Linked DNA regions of Mus musculus: regions 1, 2 and 4 are each linked to region 3. The links are chromatin contacts, called in public HiCAR-type and HiChIP or PLAC-seq maps. All regions are on one chromosome and are shown on one strand. Each heading gives the region's core, a stretch centred on a gene start, on an enhancer-like site or on the middle of the called end of the contact. The rest is flanking DNA. Distances are from core to core; before and after follow the strand shown.

Region 1 (2,726 bases), core at 79-2,578, 340 kb before region 3:
AGCTTTTAAGGCTGCAGTTTCCCCCTTTTCAAAGTCAGACGTCAGTGTTATTAGAGGAGCCAGTGAGAGCTGAGGAAGGGGCTAGGGCGGGGCGGGGGGGGCTTGGTGGGAGGTGTGATAGCACCAGCCATGCCTGCTGAATAGGTAGAGACCGTCAGAGGGAAGGGCTGATGGAATGTACTGTGAGAAAGGGACATAATTTCTCATCTGGCAGAACTATTCTTCTGGCTGTACTGAATTATTGATATGACTTAACAACCCCACCAACACCTTTGAGATCTCCAGCTGCTGCCTTCTGGGAGTCAGGGTCTGGTCAAAGGATCGGACCTTGAGTTTTCAAGGCTGCCTATCCTGTCCCTTGGAACTCCTTAGAAACAGGGGCTGCTGCCCTTTGCAGCATGCAGGATGCAACACTTGTATGTCAGAAACTCAGAAACTCGGATACAGAGCTTGCCTGTTTGCAGTGGAGGTCCCACCGAGACTTGGGTCAGATCATGCTTAGGTAAACATTGGAAAGAGGCTGTAGGTGGCTCAGCTTGGTTTCGCAATGCTCCAAGTTAACCAGAAAGAAGACAACGAAGAAGAAAAAGCCCCATTTAAATAACCTACCCCCAAATCCTCCCTGCAATCTTAGTTTTGTTTTCAGAGACCCATAACAACGTGTTAAGATTTTGGCCTCCTGACAAGTTGAACTTTGAGGCCAGACAATCCGATCTCCAGGGAGCCCTGGCCTGGGAGAGGTGAGGCAGGATTTTTATAGGTCTGGACCTTCTGGCTCCACCCTAGACCTGTTTTCTCAATGGGAAGTGCTTCTTCTGCCTCTGGCAGGTCATGGCAGAAACCTGGGCCCCAGGAATGGTATTTCTGGTCAGTAACAATTTCCAGCTGTGGCGAATGTTCATTCCAACCTCACACAGCAGAGTCCATTCCCTATTGCCTTGTGTTCTCCAGGAATTAACTTGGCCTGTTCTTCCCCGTCTCCACAGATGGCCTCGCCTCCTCCCGGGTCCGCCTGTACTTCTTCGTCTCTAATGAAGGCAACCAGAACCTATTCGTGGTGCAGGCCAGCCTGTGGCTGTACCTGAAACTGCTCCCCTATGTCCTGGAGAAGGGCAGCAGGAGGAAGGTACGGGTCAAGGTGTACTTCCAAGAACAGGGTCACGGAGACAGGTGGAATGTGGTGGAGAAGAAGGTGGACCTGAAACGTAGCGGCTGGCATACCTTTCCCATCACAGAGGCCATCCAGGCCTTGTTTGAGCGAGGGGAGAGACGCCTTAACCTGGATGTGCAGTGTGACAGCTGCCAGGAGCTGGCCGTGGTGCCTGTGTTCGTGGACCCCGGTGAGGAGTCACACAGGCCCTTTGTAGTGGTGCAGGCCCGCCTGGGCGATAGCAGACATCGCATCCGCAAACGGGGCCTAGAGTGTGATGGGCGGACCAGCCTCTGTTGCAGGCAACAGTTCTTCATCGACTTTCGGCTCATCGGCTGGAACGACTGGATCATTGCGCCCACTGGCTACTACGGGAACTACTGTGAGGGCAGCTGCCCGGCCTATCTGGCCGGGGTCCCTGGCTCAGCTTCCTCCTTCCACACAGCCGTGGTGAACCAGTACCGCATGCGTGGCCTGAACCCTGGGCCCGTGAACTCTTGCTGCATCCCTACCAAGCTGAGCTCCATGTCCATGCTCTACTTTGATGACGAGTACAACATTGTCAAGCGGGATGTGCCCAACATGATCGTGGAGGAGTGTGGCTGCGCCTGACAGAGGCAACGGGGGCGGAGCACAGGCCCATGGGTCTTTGAGGGAGCAGGAGAGGCAGGTGGGCTGAGTGTGGTTGTTCCATTGGGCCGTGAAGAGTGCCAGGGTGAGGCCTGAAATAATGTTCTCCCGCTTTGTAGAAAACCAGTCAGGACCAGAGGGAGAATCCCTCTGTGGCACGAGAGACTCCTAACTGCACACATAGACACGCATAGCCAGACTCACGCAGTCTGCCACCCACACAGCAGCCTCTGGGATACCAGCAAACGGATGCGGTGACAAATGGCACCAATGCCTGTCAGTCTGAAAGAATGGGGTGAGCAGCCACCATTCCCACCAGCTGGCCGGGCACTCTGAATTGCGCCTTCTGAGCACACATAAAAGCACACAAAGACAGAGGACACAGAGAGAGTGAGCCAGAGAGCCACCAAGAGGAAAAGCAGGGTGGGAGCACAGGCGGGTGGAGGGCCATGTGTCCCTGACTTGTCCCAGGTTCTTCACCGAAGCGCCTGGCACAGTCCTGCCTGCTCACTGCCCGCCTGGCATCCTCCATGCTTTGAGGCCAGCAGAGCTGTGCCACCCCTGTTCTTGGAGAGGGCAAGTAGCCCAGGAGCGACTCACCTGTCACAGAGACCATGGAGCAGGGACAGTGACCCTTTGATGGTCTGTCACTTGCGTCCCCCATGTGACTTATATATGTGTGTATGTGTGTTTGTTTTCGGGGGTGTTGGGGGAGGGAGAGAAGAAGGGTCTTAATTTTATGCTTTAAATTCATCTCCAACAACTGACAGGTCACTGGTGCCAGTTGCAGAATTGAAAAGAGCCTATCAGCTATGGCCTTTGAAGCGGAAAGGCCAAACGATTCGAAGTGAGAAGGAAAGAAAAATGTTGCAATCGGTGCCCTTTGCTGGGGACTTCCTCCTGGTGTTATGCTTAGAGGGGAGGGCCACTGGCAAGGGGGAGAGAC
Region 2 (2,700 bases), core at 68-2,567, 430 kb after region 3:
ATCTATGGGTGCATGTGTGCATGCCTGCAGAGGCCAATAGAGGGTGTTAGGGCCACTGGAACTGGAGCTATAGGCTGTTGTGTGGCTCTTTTATGGGTGCTGGGTCCTCTGAAAGAGTATCAGTCAGCAAAAGAGGGACAGGATGAAGCAGAATTAATAATTCCTTAGTAGACTAGGAGATGGGAAGGCTAGGTCCACCCTGACAATGGACAGGGCATCTGAAACAGGCTGGCACATGCAGGTGGCATGGGAGAGAACTCTGAAGAATAGATAGAGTGTCTGTGGTCAAGGGAAGGAAGGAGTGACCATGACAGAAACTCCAAGCAAAGTGCAGCAAGGCCCGGGGATTTCCTCTGGAGAGCATTAACGAGCAGCTTCACTCATGGGAACACAGTGGTGCTGGAGACTACTGGGATATTGATTTGACAAGCAAGGTCTCTCAACTAGCCAACAGCAGAACTAGAAACCAGGAGCCCCACTGGATTAAGGTGGAGACTCACAGAGGTTCGTTCCCCAGACAAACTCAAACACACAAAGGGTGAAAGGGCCAGGCTGTTATGTGTGATTCTTTTTCACCTTTTCTATCTGGAAGGCTTGTACTTAAGGCTATCACAAGAATCTTACAACATGTCTGTATTAAGATCTTTTCAACTAAGCAATTATTTGATAATGGAGAGGAGAAAATCATTACTGGAAATGAGAATTTTTATTTCAGAGCTATGAAACAAAAGTGGGGTTGCTTTGTTTCTGACACAGGGTCCTCACCTGATAATGACCTGGAGAATGAATGATCCTCCTGCTCCAGCTCCAGGGCATTTGATTACAGGTCACAGACACCACCGCCCTCAGTTTAAGGGGTTATGGGATACTGAGGGCAAACCCCAGGCTTTGTTCAGGGTAGGTGAACACTCTACCAACCAACTTGGTAGCCACTCGAGGTCTCAGCCAATCAAGTCACTTTTTAAACCTGAACCAATACTTTAAAGCATGCATTACATCTTCACACCGTAAATCATAATCATATACCATAAAAAGACAGTGGGGAACCATTGTCTTTGTGGGGTCTCCCACCCAGGTTTGTCTCTTGCAACTCTGACACTCTAAGACTTGGAGGGGTGACTGCCTAGCAAGGAATCTGGTGCAGTCTGGGAGGTCCGAGGATCCCAGCCTGGCAGAAGGAAGTAGATAAGCAAAGGGCAGTCAGGTGACACCAGAAAACAGCCTCAAGGAAATTCCCTGGGAAGACTTGCCCGCCCAGCCCTCTACTTCAGATTGTTAAAGGCCTGCCAAAGGAAAGCCAGGAAAGAGCCCCAGGTCACTTTGTGATGTAAACTAGCCCTTGGCTGGTGACTCCCAGCCCAGCCCAGGGAGCCAAGGTGACCTGGGAGTGGCTAGAACAGAGTCAGGACTCACACCACTCTCTCAAACAAGGGTGGCTGAGCCCTGCTGACCCCTTCCTTCTTCAATCCCAGGGCTCTAAGTACTGTCCCGCCAAGGAGGCGTGGGGACTCTCTGGAAGAATTTAAGTTCAGCCTGACTCCATACCTCCATCCATGGGATGACTGGAAACATGCCTGCCCAAAGGGGCCTAAACCACCAGAAGGAGAAAACAAATGTCTAGGTTCTATTGGCTTTGCCTGCTATCTTACAGTGGCAGAAGGGGTAGTGAAACACACACACACACCTCATTTTTCTTCTTTTCCTTAAAGTAACCCACACTATTGGTTGTGGCAGTATCAAAGTTCCTGTGAAGGCTCAGGTAGAAACTACAATCAGTAACAAGTCCCAGTGGCAAGGACCCTGCCATTAGAATATGGAAGCATCTCAGTACCACGCAAGCAGGAAAGAGCACAGCTGAGTTTCAACAAAACATTTTACTGGTTCCTGGTGGCAGTCAGAGGGTAACCTGTGGGACAGGGTTCTCTCCCTATACCATGTATGTTCTGGGATTGAACTCAGGCATGATGAAAAGCATGTAAGGGGAGGTTCTGTTGCTAGGGTCTAGCTCTCCAATTGATTCTTGACTTGTCAATAAAGAAGAGGGTGGGCAATTGCTGGACAGAAGGTACAGTTGGAACTTCCAGGTCCCCAGAGAAAAAGGAAAGGCAGGGAAAGGGGTGGTGGGCTTTTCTGACATGCTTTGACTGAGAAGAAAGCAGTAGTCATGTAAGGTCTCAGGGCAGCTTGGGCGTGTGGCCTCCGCTATGGGCAGGAGCCAAGGAATTTTCAGGCAGGAGGTATCTGTGCCCAGCACTTGTGCCTTTAGAGGCATATTCTAAAGGTAACAGAGCTGTGTGTGTGTGTGTGTGTGTGTGTGTGTGTGTGTGTGTGTGTGTGTGTGTGTGTGTGTGTTTTATCCACGGATGCAAGGGTCTCAGGAGTGGGCCGGTAACACAACTCCTCCAGTGGGAAAGAGAAACCAGGTCAGTGTTAGCAGCTGGATCCCAGAGCTAAGCCAGGAGAAACAAGAAGGAGCCAAGAGGGGCTGGTAGCAGGGTCGCAGCTCTGGGGCAAAGGCTGTAGTGTGTTTTTAAAACTGCACAACACAAGCGCCTATATCTTTTGAACTACCCTGCTGGCCCAAAATATGAATTTTCATATAATCTTTGATATTTTGCCAGTATCCCTGAAGGTCCTTCCTACATCAATGGTAAAGCCACAGGTCCCAGGAAAAACACCTACCTGTTCCCCCGAAGAGCT
Region 3 (2,700 bases), core at 34-2,533:
CAAAACACTGTAGGAAGGGCTGTAGTAAGGAATGAATAAGTGAGGTTAGAAAATACCCCAGTGTTGGTCCTTAAAAGCCAAGGTTTTGTTATGCGGAGACCTCAGCTCCCCCACCTACCATCTTTTGAATTCTCTGGGCACCTGCCTCAACCAGTGTCACCCCAAAGGACAGAGCACATCTGAGGTTTGCATGGTAGGAAATCCTGCAGGTCTGTCAGCAAGACAAAGGGTTTTTAATTAAGCACTAATGGCTTTGGGTCCCCCTCCCCTCAAATCCCTATCTTGGGTGTGCCCCCCCCCACAAGGCTTTCTGGATCTGGGAAGATCTAAGAGTTCCAGCAAGAGGAAGAGGGAAGGAGGGGGCAGGGCTGGCTGTAAGACACTGGGGACCGACTTTCCATCCTCACTCTGGCTTTAACTTGAAGCACCCTCTCACCAACCTATTTATTGCGCTCTCTGCCTGAGGTCTCCTCCTCCTCCTCCTCCTCCTCCTCCTCCTCCTCCTCCTCCTCCTCCTCCTCCTCCTCCCCCTCCTCCTCCTCCTCCTCCTCTCCCCTTTCCCCCTCCCCCTCCTCTTCTTTCCATCCTTTCTGTCTTGTTCAGGTAGCAGAGGGTGGCCTCAGTTCGATCTAGGTCTGACCTTGAACTTGCGATCCTCCTGACTCCACCTCCTAAATACCAAGATTCCCGGAGTGCACCGCAGCCACAGTCAGTTAGTCTGTGGCCTCCTGCTCGCTAGGTGAGACCCACTAGCTGAGCCACACCCTCAGTTCTGGGCCAGCTTTTCTAAATTAACCCCTGCCTGTGGTATCCGACCCAGCAACGCCTCCACCTTCAGGTCCTGTCCTGAACTATCTTACCACATCTGTGCACCCAAGAATGGTCTTGCAGCCATGGTACTGTAGCTGTGAAACCCCAGCCCTCGGGAGGCTGAGGCAGGAAGGTTGTTGTTAGTGAGTTCCAGTCCAGCTTGTGCTACAGACTGAGACCTCATTTACACAGAAAAGTACGTTCTTTGCAAGTGTCTGTATGGCTAAACACAGACACACCCTAAATACCTCTCCCCAGCAGATTCGTCAAACGCGATGCAGCAGCAAGTATATAGCCTTACTGTGGAATTGCCACCAAGGAAAGCTTTTGAGGAAGAAGGAAGTTTTGGAACTGTATGCTCAATGGCATGGGGCTTCTCTGAGAAGGAAGGTGGGAAGGACATTTTAGAGGCAGGGACTTCCTGGAAGGAGTGGCAAATACTTCAGCTGACCCGGGAAGGAGAAAGCAGAGATGGGGCCCCCTAGTGGAGAAGGGGTAAAGAGAGGGAGTCATCACCCTAAGCTGGGAGAGGGAGATAACATCTCTAAGGTAACCAGTGACTGGAAAGGTCTGATGATGTGTAATTGACAACCCAGAGCAGACAGACCCAGACAGACCCAGACAGAGCAGTATCGTCTGCCTCTACCCGGGTCATCAGAAAGAAAGGTGCAGAGAACCATTAGACAATGAAAATAGCACTTTTGGTGAGATTGTCCACAGTGCCCAGCTGATGCTGCACCGTCCTTTAGCCACAGGACATTTTTAAAAAATATTTTTATTAGGTATTTTCCTCATTTACATTTCCAATGCTATCCCAAAAGTCCCCCATACCCTCCCCCCCACTCCCCTACCCACCCACTCCCACTTTATGGCCCTGGCGTTCCCCTGTACTGGGGCATATAAAGTTTGCGTGTCCAATGGGCCTCTCTTCCCAGTGATGGCCGACTAGGCCATCTTTTGATGCATATGCAGCTAGAGACAAGAGCTCCGGGGTACTGGTTAGTTCATATTGTTGTTCCACCTATAGGGTTGTAGATCCCTTTAGCTCCTTGATTACTTTCTCTAGCTCCTCCATTGGGGCCCCTGTGATCCATCCAATAGCTGACTGTGAGCATCCACTTCTGTGTTTGCTAGGCCGCGGCATAGTCTCACAAGAGACAGCTATATCTGGGTCCTTTCAGCAAAATCTTGCTAGTGTGTGCAATGGTGTCAGCGTTTGGAAGCTGATTATGGGATGGATCCTCGGATATGGCAGTCTCTAGATGGCCCATCCTTTCGTCACAGCTCCAAACTTTGTCTGCCACGGGACTTTTTAGAACATCAAGGAGATCCTGGGTACTGCCCAGCCTTGGGCTGCAATTGTGGATGGCTGCCATCTGCCGCCTTCGTGATACCATAGATGACTTCAGCAGTGGAGCTGGTTAAGAAGCAACAAGAGAAAATATGTGTAGAGAAGATCACCTGACCAAAACGAAACAAAGAACTAAGTGGGGCTGAGGGTGTGGCTCAGGTGGTAGCATGCTGGCCCAGCACACCCAGATTCGTAAACTAAGCCTGGTGGTCCAGATCTGTAATCTCCGTGTTCTGGAGGTGGAGACACGAGGATCAGAAGTTCAGGGTCATCCTTGGCTACATAGCAAGTCACATAGCCTGTGCTATGTGAGACTCTGTCAGAAAAGAAAAGGAAAAAAGAAGGGAAAAGAGGAGGAGAAAGGGGAGGAGGAGGGGGAGGACTATGGCATGTTTCCTGTCTTGAAGTCAGGAAGCCAACAGAAAGACACATCAAGAGATCTTCAAATGCAGTTGAGTGTGTCAGGGAGCCATGTGATGACAGCATCTTTGGTAGAGGGTGTCCGTCAAGCCACTAGAAGGTTTGTTCTTGTCCAGGAG
Region 4 (2,700 bases), core at 167-2,666, 320 kb before region 3:
ACAGCTGTACAACTTTTCAGAGCCTTTATTTATAATTTATACTTTTGAGGTTTAAAAACATTTACTTAATTGTGGATGTGTGTGTGTCTGTGTGTCTGTGTGCTGGCGCATGCATGTCATGGGATGCCTGTTGAGGTCAGAGGATAACTTGCAGGAGTAGATAGATTCTCTCCTTTCACCAGGGGATGCAACTTACATCTTGCCGGGGGCAAGAGCCCTTACCCTCAGAGTCACTTTCTGGAAGCAGAAACTCACCTGCATTTGTCTCCTGAGGGCTGGAATTAAAGATGTGCACCATCACAGCCAGACTGCAATTCATCTTACTGCAAATAAATTTGCAATCCCATTATTCTGTGGAAAAGCCTAAGCCCAGGGGTAGCTGAAATCTCCTGGAAATGATTCCCTCAGGGCCCAGCCCACAGACCCCACACGGCCAGCAAGTGTTGGTAGAGCCAGGCTGGTTTCTCCACTCTTTTCTTGTCTTGCTCTTCTTGACCTTGAACTCTGGGGCTTCCTGTCTCTATCTCCCAGATGCTAGGATTACAATAGTAAACTACCACACCTGGCTCCAACCTGCCCTTTTTACTTAGAAAGAAAAAGGAACTCTTAGTGTAAGGAAATGGGCTTCCACATCAATTTAGCGTGTGGGTGTGTTTTCTGGGACCTGATCCTTGGCCAGCCCTTGCTGGTGTGGACCTGAAGCCACTGGGAGGGAAGTTCAGGAATAGGGGGAGAGAGAGAATGAGAGAGAGAGTCAGAGTCAAGGGGACTCTTGGGGGAGGGAACTCTTGGGCTAAGACCTGAAGGAGGGCCGGGAGTCCTTCAGCTAAAGCAGGGAGTTTCTGGGGAGTACACGGCAAGGGCAAAATTTGGGATACCATAACCAAAATACTGGAACTAGGGATGTGACTAGTTGGTAGTATTCACGAAGCCCTGAGTTCAATCCCCCAAACTATGAAAATCCCAGATACAGGGTTCTGGGGAAAGCTGGGGCGTTCACACTCTTAGGAGTCGATGCCTGAGGCACTTTGCCTTTTTGCAGCCATTTCCTAGATTGAAGGTTGAGTTAAGGCTGTGTCTTCTTGAGTTGGAAGTTCACTCGCTCACCCCAAGGTGCCTGCCTATCCTATGTCTAAGCAGCTCAGGGTTTGGTGAGCATAGAATTTGGATAAGGCCAAGTGTCTGGGTCACTCCCGTCACTCCACATCATTGACTCCTAAGGAAGGGGGGGCGTCATTCCTGTCTCCCCCAAGGGGACTGCTGGCAGTCTGGAGCGAGCCTGCCCTGGCTGCCTTTCCTTGCTCCATCCGTGATGTGATAGCTCCTTATCTCTGTTGTGTCTTGCGGCTGGCTAGGGGGCTTCTTAATCTATAGCTGGGCTGGGGCTGGCCAAGGTAGCTGTGGGCTCCCCTTTGCCCTGGTCCTTGCTCCCAAGGCCCCTGCTGGCCCAGAGCTGCAAAAGCACTCCTGACTCTCCACGCACCCTCCTGACTTTGCGGGTACACACAGACTTGGGCATTCCTGAGGGCTTGCAGACTGGCACCCATATGGTACTAAGTCAGCTTCTTGGGTCTCCTGAGTCTAAGCTGTCGGGTGCACCGTGTGACCAGAGACCTCCCAGGAGGGCTGACTGTATGGTGGAATGCTGCTGTGGGCACCCAGGATGCTGTGCGCCCTGGTCCTCTGCAGTGGTCTGAGGCCTGTCACTCCTTTGGGTTGGTGTACAGGGTTGGGTTCCAACTGTCATCTTATCCCAACATCACTAGGGTTTGGTAGACTCCAGATCTCTTCTGCAATCAACAAGGCTAGGCTGGGCCAGGTCAGGACCCTGCTGGTGGGGCAGACACTTGGAGACCAAGAGGAAGACATCTTAGTGGCTAGCCGTGTGGTCCCAGGTAGCATCCCCTCATCCAAGCCTTGCTCAGCTTTACTGACTTCAGCTAGTCTTCTGAGAAACGAGGTCAGGTGGCTGTGCTCTAAGTTTAAAGTTGCTCCTCAGAATAAGGAGGTAGCTCAGCTGACAGAGTGCCTACCTCACTAGGTTCAGTTGCTAGCATTGAGCAAACTGGACATGATGGAGCATGCCACTCCCTAGTGTGAGCGATGGAAACAGAAGGATCAGAAGTTCAAGGCCATCCTTGCCTATACAGTGCTAGGCCAGCCTAGGTTCAATGAAGCTTTGCCTCAAAATAAAACAAGCTGCTTCTGTTAGTCTCTCTCTGCCCCAGCTGTGACCAGAAACCCCAAGCCCCTTCTTTTCCTGGACCCTCACTGTGTATCCAGGAGACACGTCTGGCTTCAGGGTCACTCACCCAAATGCTGAGAGAAATGTCAGCCCAGAGTCTTGGGCCACACTAAGGGTGGTTGGTGAAAGTTGGGTATTGATCTCTGTACATAGGGACAGATGAACTAAGTTTGTCCTGTTTGGACCCAGATCCCAAACTGACTTCTTTATTTAGGACTTCAACCCTGGAGAGTGCAGGGCTGGGATTCATATCATATTAGGTCAGCCTCCTGAGTATGCCTGGAATCTAAGCTGCCCGGGATGGGGGTGGGGGTGGGGGTGAGGGTGGGGGTGGGATGTGACCATCTCTTTCCCAGGTGGACTGGTTATAAGGGGGTGACTCTGTGGTCAGGCTGTGGATTTTGGGAGGTCCTCTTCCCAGTGGAGCCATAAAGTAGCTCAGCTCATAATTGATG

The links. HiCAR-type assays count read pairs that join an accessible place to other places. HiChIP or PLAC-seq counts read pairs in DNA pulled down with a chosen protein or histone mark.
Region 1: a contact with region 3 is called in a HiCAR-type map of embryonic stem cells, with 4 times the contacts expected there. The contact joins two enhancer-like sites. A contact is called at or near these places in 3 of 39 promoter capture datasets (HPC-7-derived erythroid cells, the SN4741 cell line and embryonic stem cells), 1 of 15 datasets of contacts at CTCF or cohesin (embryonic stem cells), 28 of 484 Hi-C or Micro-C datasets (the AML12 cell line, the C2C12 cell line, Sertoli cells and 13 more), 19 of 115 datasets of contacts at active chromatin or transcription factors (SST interneurons, embryonic basal ganglia, embryonic forebrain and 7 more) and 2 of 9 other capture datasets (adipose tissue and embryonic stem cells).
Region 2: a contact with region 3 is called in an H3K27ac HiChIP or PLAC-seq map of embryonic stem cells, with 16 times the contacts expected there. The contact joins two enhancer-like sites. A contact is called at or near these places in 9 of 484 Hi-C or Micro-C datasets (cortical neurons, embryonic stem cells and nephron progenitors), 9 of 115 datasets of contacts at active chromatin or transcription factors (all in embryonic stem cells) and 1 of 9 other capture datasets (embryonic stem cells).
Region 4: a contact with region 3 is called in an H3K27ac HiChIP or PLAC-seq map of embryonic stem cells, with 3 times the contacts expected there. The contact joins two enhancer-like sites. A contact is called at or near these places in 1 of 484 Hi-C or Micro-C datasets (hematopoietic stem cells), 10 of 115 datasets of contacts at active chromatin or transcription factors (embryonic stem cells and oligodendrocyte precursor cells) and 1 of 9 other capture datasets (embryonic stem cells).

Annotation. Positions count from the first base shown.
Region 1 is chr1:119,416,358-119,419,083 of GRCm38.p6, reverse strand. Inhbb (inhibin beta-B) reads left to right here. Exons shown (of 2, transcript NM_008381.4): 2 at 987-2,726. The coding sequence ends at 1,762. Among named protein-coding and RNA genes, the nearest start is that of Inhbb, 4.5 kb to the left of the region's middle. Within about 2 kb of position 1,328, at least 3 of the 459 cell types and tissues checked have an H3K27ac peak or open chromatin away from gene starts, as enhancers often do. A contact at or near this core is called in embryonic stem cells, where this site is marked.
Region 2 is chr1:118,646,813-118,649,512 of GRCm38.p6, reverse strand. All of the region lies in intron 2 of Tfcp2l1 (transcription factor CP2-like 1), which reads right to left. Among named protein-coding and RNA genes, the nearest start is that of Tfcp2l1, 20 kb to the right of the region's middle. Within about 2 kb of position 1,317, at least 44 of the 459 cell types and tissues checked have an H3K27ac peak or open chromatin away from gene starts, as enhancers often do. A contact at or near this core is called in embryonic stem cells, where this site is marked.
Region 3 is chr1:119,073,679-119,076,378 of GRCm38.p6, reverse strand. No RefSeq gene overlaps it. Among named protein-coding and RNA genes, the nearest start is that of Gli2, 21 kb to the right of the region's middle. Within about 2 kb of position 1,283, at least 12 of the 459 cell types and tissues checked have an H3K27ac peak or open chromatin away from gene starts, as enhancers often do. A contact at or near this core is called in embryonic stem cells, where this site is marked.
Region 4 is chr1:119,396,722-119,399,421 of GRCm38.p6, reverse strand. No RefSeq gene overlaps it. Among named protein-coding and RNA genes, the nearest start is that of Inhbb, 24 kb to the left of the region's middle. Within about 2 kb of position 1,416, at least 10 of the 459 cell types and tissues checked have an H3K27ac peak or open chromatin away from gene starts, as enhancers often do. A contact at or near this core is called in embryonic stem cells, where this site is marked.